Regions from separate parts of the Mus musculus genome. Here region 2 is linked to region 1. The links are chromatin contacts, called in public promoter capture Hi-C maps. All regions are on one chromosome and are shown on one strand. The core of a region is the stretch at or near the end of the contact, and the rest is flanking DNA. Distances in the headings are between cores, read along the strand shown. Region 1 holds the start of Esf1 (ESF1 nucleolar pre-rRNA processing protein homolog). Region 2 overlaps Kif16b (kinesin family member 16B).

Region 1 (2,700 bases), core at 158-2,657:
TTTTTCCTAAGATTCAACATATGTTTCAAAACAGAAGTGTTTCCTTCTATCCCATTTGCTATTGTCCCACAGCAACTTCCTTTACAAATACTTTATTTTTTTATTATGGAAATAATAAAATACCCTGAAAACAAACGGAAGCAAATTACTTTAGAAGCAAATTTAATGAAATCAAAATTAACGATCTCCTTGGTGTGGCAGTTTATGTCTATAGTCCTTCGATTCAGGAGTAAGCAGGATTACCACAAGTCTGAGGCCAGTCTGGAATACACGGTGACTATGAGTTCCAAACCAGGATATATTAAAAAGACCCTTGTCTCGGAAACTCAAACCCAACATCAACATCGGGAGGCTGAGGCAGGTGGATTTCTATGAATTCGAGGTCAGGCTGGTATATATTACATAATAAATTAAGACAGCCAATGCTTGCAAATTAGTAAACACCAAGTCTGGAAAAGTATAGACGACCATCTCCTAAACACAACATAAAAGAAATCGTATGGTAAGTACCACCCTTCCCCGGACTGGCGTCATCCGGGATGCAGTCAACTATCCACACCTTGTACTCAGTCTCTTACAAGCTTTTCTTGAACAGAATGGAAGGACTTATTGAAGGCCTCTACACGTCCTTTTGGCCTTAGGAGTTTTGCACTTTTCCTTTTCCTAGGAGACTCGTCCCATCTCTCATCTCGGCTCAACTAATCTCTCACTTTTCGCCATAACAGCCATTCTTGACCACCGCAGTCACCAATACCGCTATCTCACTTTTTCTTCACCTTCCTTTTGCTGCAATTACATTCCCTGTCTATGTGTCTCCTACTCACTCCTAAATGATCTTGCTTTTCCCTGGAACTCAAGCAGTGTTTGCAAAGCGAATGAATGATTGCCCCGCATGCTATCGGAGCCTCTCGTGCTTCCCGGAAAATCAGAAAGGCTCTAGAGAGTGAAGCTTCTCAAGGTCACACAGTCGGGTGGGTGGGTCCGCCCTACCCGGCTCCACGCCTCCCTCCGTCGCAGCCCCACAGTCTCACCTCCTCCTTCAGGTAGTCAAATTTCATGGGGTCGGGCTGCCGGGCGGCCCAATTCTTCTGCTTCCTCTTCAATTCCCTGTCGAAGATGTTTAGGGCTCTGGGCGAGGTGCTGCCCGAAGGAGGGACACCAGAAGCGACCTCCCTGCGACTGCCGCTCGATGCAGAGACCGCTGGCCGGCCAAGCAGTGGGCAGAGGCGCAAAAGAACGACCTTTCGCAGCATCTTCAGCCCGGGCGCCACAGCAGGGCATGGTTTCTATTAGGCGCATGCGCCAACGGGACTACGACTAGCGCAGTTCCAAGGCGGAAGGTTGAAGTAGTTTGGCCCAGCTCGCGTGCCGTTAAGACGGAGCGTCTCGCGGAGGATTGTGGGAGTGCGCTCCATGTGAACTCAGACTGGGATCTGAGAAGAGTGGTGGGAAACTGTGCGGTCGCCCGTCGGGCTCTCCTTGGGATTTGTGAGTAGCCCCTATAGTCCGGTCCCTTTCTGGCCTCATTGTTCTCTTCAGAGCTGCTTCTCGAGAGAGACAGAGAACGCAGCCGAGTAACTTGCCCCGAAAGTTTGTGAGGTGGGAAGATGGTTCGGGACGAGCTGACCTGGAGCTCCCAGGCCAGAGGGTGGGTGGACTTGAGGGAGACCGGGAAGCGTTTCAAGTGCTGTCCAGTTGCTTTCGCTCCTCTGAACATCCCATGTTCGCCGTGGGCTTCCATTTCCAACATTCACACGCACTGCAGTTGGTTGAGGTGGTAGCTGTGTCGTACAGCTGTTCCAGGTGTTGTAGTATCTCTCTCTCTCTCTCTCTCTCTATTAGAATGTAAAGGGTTCTGAAGTAAAGCAACACTGTAATTCCAGTATTGAGGCCGAGAGACAGAAGTGATTGCAGTTCAAGGCTAGGCTAGCCTGTTGTGATGGCGTACAGTCTGTCGCAGGAGTGAGGGGCGTAAATACTGTCTTGTTTGGTCAGTCAGCTTTTATTCATACAGAAACTTCTGACTTTTTTGCAAAGTTGAAATCTGGAGAAATCCAACCACCAGGGACGCTTTACAAAGGAACATTAGGCATACAAACTTCTGTGAGCGTTTTTGTGTGTTTATAGCCTATCTAGGCCTTAGTCACTTTGAGAATAAAATGTTATAAAAAAGCGACATTTGGGACTGGATAGATTGCTCAGTGGTTAAGTGCACTGGCTGCTGGTCTTCAGTGGACCTAGGTTAAATTTCCAGCATCCACTTGATGGCTGACTATTGTCCAGTCAGTAAAACCAGTTCCAGGGGCTCAGAAGACCTCTTCAGGCGTCCATGGGCAGGAGGCACAGAAGTGATATGCAGACACACATGAATACTTAACACCCATACACATGGAAAAATTTATTAAGAAGAACGTGACAATTGTTAACTGTAGTTTGAGACTAATTTGGGTCTTGATAGAAACTAGGATTTATAGAAATAACACTAAGGTAAATCTGATTTGATTTTTTTTTAAATGCCCCTCATTAGTTAAGAGACAGCTTTGTAAAACCAAAAGCTTATGCAATTATGAAGTAAACATTAACAAAGAGAATGAAACAAGACTATGAAAACCCAATTAGACCAGCTGAGATTTCAGAATCTTTTGTTTTTGTCTTCCTGTGTCTGTTGCATCTGTAGATGATTACATCAGCCCACATACC
Region 2 (2,700 bases), core at 76-2,575, 2.6 Mb before region 1:
CTTGAAGGAGGTGTTGATATTTCAGTTTGTTTGTCTTTGTATGTGTTAATAATTTAGTGCTGGGATGGAAACTGGAATTTGTTGCCCAGCCCTTTTGTTCTTTGAAATATATCCAGTCTAGAAGGAGGTGGGGAAGTCTCATGGAAATCCTTGCCTTTGATGAGTAAGCTTGTGTCCATGGTAGTGCTGTATTTCATTGTAAGTGAGCTCTGTCACCCACACTCTGTTCTTCTGGCAAATGCCATAGTCTTTCCTGTGTTTGGTTTTCACTGTCCACTCTGGTTAGTAGGCGATTGCCCCTGCCTACTGTGTGCCAGAAGGCCCTAAAGCACAGACAAAGGCAAATGATGCAGGTGAAAGCTTGACCCTAGTGAATGTCTTTTTTCTTTTTTTAAGTCCCTTAAGTTTAACAAAAAAGGGAAAAAAGAGAAGTAAAAAGAAATGGTTTGTCTATTCATTAAAAATAACATTAAGTTTTATTTTTATTTTATTTTTTAAGTAAGAACAGGGAGAACCGTCTTCAGCTTTGGCTGTGCAGAACTTAATACATGGCATGATTAAATGAGTGTTGAGAATATATGTAAAGGCGGGTGTTAGATGTTTGTTGAATGGCCTAAAAGTGTGTGTGTGTGTGTGTGTGTGTGTGTGTGTTTGTGTTTTAGATGTCACCTTTAGTTATTTGAATTATTTGAAATAGTTCTTGTAGAGATTTTGCATATACATTCATGTTTATAGGAATATGAATAGGTACTGCCACATGTTCTTAAAATTATCTGTTAAAATCAATTATAACAACGAATAGTGAATAGTATGTGGGCCTTGAAGCGCCTTCACATAGTACTTAAAGGATACACTTTATTGTTGGTCAAGCTGAAGTAATGGAATGGGATAGCTATGGCCACTGCCCAAAACCCAGGGGGTTATATATTTATGCTGTATTCACATAGAGCTGTTTTTAGTTTTTATTATTACTATTTTCATATTGCATTTATCTATTTGTTTGTTTATTTTGTGGTGCTGGGGATTAAGTTCAGATGAGTCATTTCTATTAGAGAACCTTTTGTCTTTCCACTCATTGCAAATAAACATCAGGACAGCCCTCAGCTGTGTAGAATTTACTGTGGTTTTATCTAGATTAGGAGACTAGGCTAGACTAAGTGATGACTAGAAACCATTTATTGTACAGTGGTAAGCATTCTTTCTTGTAGGAGCAGGAAATGCTTTTCTGTCCAGCATTAATCCTCTTGAGGCCTCCTTTGCAGTAAGGCAGGAGTCCTTATCTCTGCCACATTTATTTTTCAATAGCTGGCAACCTGCATGAACACCTGACAGTTCAGTGATTTACCAAAGGTCATTCCCAGAATCCATTGTAGTTAGAAACTCAGCTCCTAACCTCCCTTCACAAAGCCCAAAGTTCAACCCATCTGCTCTCCTGTGTCTGATAAATATTCATCTTGAACAGGTTCTCAGAGAGCATGGAATTAATCTCTAACCCTTGGCAAATGACATTTTATTTCATTTTGAGAACCACCACTTTTAGACAGGAATATAAGTGTGAAGGAATAAACAGAGGATCTGGACTTGAGTTCACTGAAGAAGATCCTCACAGTGGGAGGCAGGGTTCACCAGGTCAGTGATTGACTCTGGACTTGGAGGACTTACCTGATAGAAGGTGAAGCAGTAGGCTGTTCTCTGACACCTCCTACACTTGGTACCAGACAGTCGCAACCTTGAATGTACAGAGTTGGTGTTGAAACTATGTTTTGGTCATACATTTAGTATTACACAAGATGGGATGTTTATTGTACTTTAAATGTTTATATTTCAAAATAAAATTCATATTACTCTCAAATAATGTTAGACTCTAAAATCAGAGAGATTTGGTATTTACTATCAACCTTGAAGAAAACACCAGTAATCTCTTTAATTCTGGATAATCTTCATTTCTCTATGAATTTGTATATTCAACTTGTCATGCAATTTTTTTTAGTTTAATATGTTTTTGTGTGATCATTTCTTTGATCATCCTATTATAATCTTTTGCAGTAAAGCCATGCAAATACATTTCAATGCAATTAAAATATTTTTTGTATCCACGAGGCTCTAATTATTTAAAATTTCTTCAAGTGAATTATGATTATAATTATTAGTGGCACACTATCAAAGCAACATAAGTAGGATGCATTTTGATAACTAATGATTAAACATTAGAAATGCTATTGCAACTGTGACATTTAACTAAATGAAGCTGGGACACCATTCACAGGGACATTGGATGTCAGACCTGAATAACCCTGGCTAGGCCAGTTCAAGCCAACTGTTGGTGTCGAAGAAAATCTGCTTCAGTGTGGTCCGTAGATTCTAAATGTTTCTAGGTAATCAGTTGACAGTCACATTGTGGTCTTTCATTGGAATCTGTTTTTATAATTTTGTGTGCTGGTAGCTTGTGAGTTGCGATACCATGAAAGAAACTAACCTCCCTCTTCGAGGTTATGCCAGTAGCTACTCTCTGTGGGAGGAATTTTGTGCCTACTTCCTCACCTCTACCTTGAGTTTTTGTTTGGCTTGGGCCTGTGCAGGTCTTCTATATTGCTGTTACAGCCTCTGTGGGTTCCTATGTGTACCTGCCCTGCATTGTCTAGAAAATACCTTTTCCTTGAAGTTATCCGGTACCTCCAGCTCTTACACTTTTTCTGGCTC

Evidence for each region. Promoter capture Hi-C pulls out the DNA fragments that hold promoters and counts their contacts.
Region 2: a contact with region 1 is called in a promoter capture Hi-C map of liver, with 4 times the contacts expected there. The contact joins the enhancer-like site here to the promoter of Esf1 in region 1. A contact is called at or near these places in 5 of 39 promoter capture datasets (cranial neural crest, hippocampal neurons, liver and 1 more) and 1 of 115 datasets of contacts at active chromatin or transcription factors (astrocytes).

Annotation. Positions count from the first base shown.
Region 1 is chr2:140,169,265-140,171,964 of GRCm38.p6, reverse strand. It overlaps Esf1 (ESF1 nucleolar pre-rRNA processing protein homolog), which reads left to right and starts at 1,407. Exons shown (of 14, transcript NM_001081090.1): 1 at 1,407-1,488. It overlaps Ndufaf5 (NADH:ubiquinone oxidoreductase complex assembly factor 5), which reads right to left and starts at 1,319. Exons shown (of 11, transcript NM_027093.4): 1 at 1,032-1,319. The coding sequence starts at 1,253.
Region 2 is chr2:142,802,911-142,805,610 of GRCm38.p6, reverse strand. All of the region lies in intron 12 of Kif16b (kinesin family member 16B), which reads left to right. Among named protein-coding and RNA genes, the nearest start is that of Kif16b, 97 kb to the left of the region's middle. Within about 2 kb of position 1,325, at least 8 of the 459 cell types and tissues checked have an H3K27ac peak or open chromatin away from gene starts, as enhancers often do. A contact at or near this core is called in liver, where this site is marked.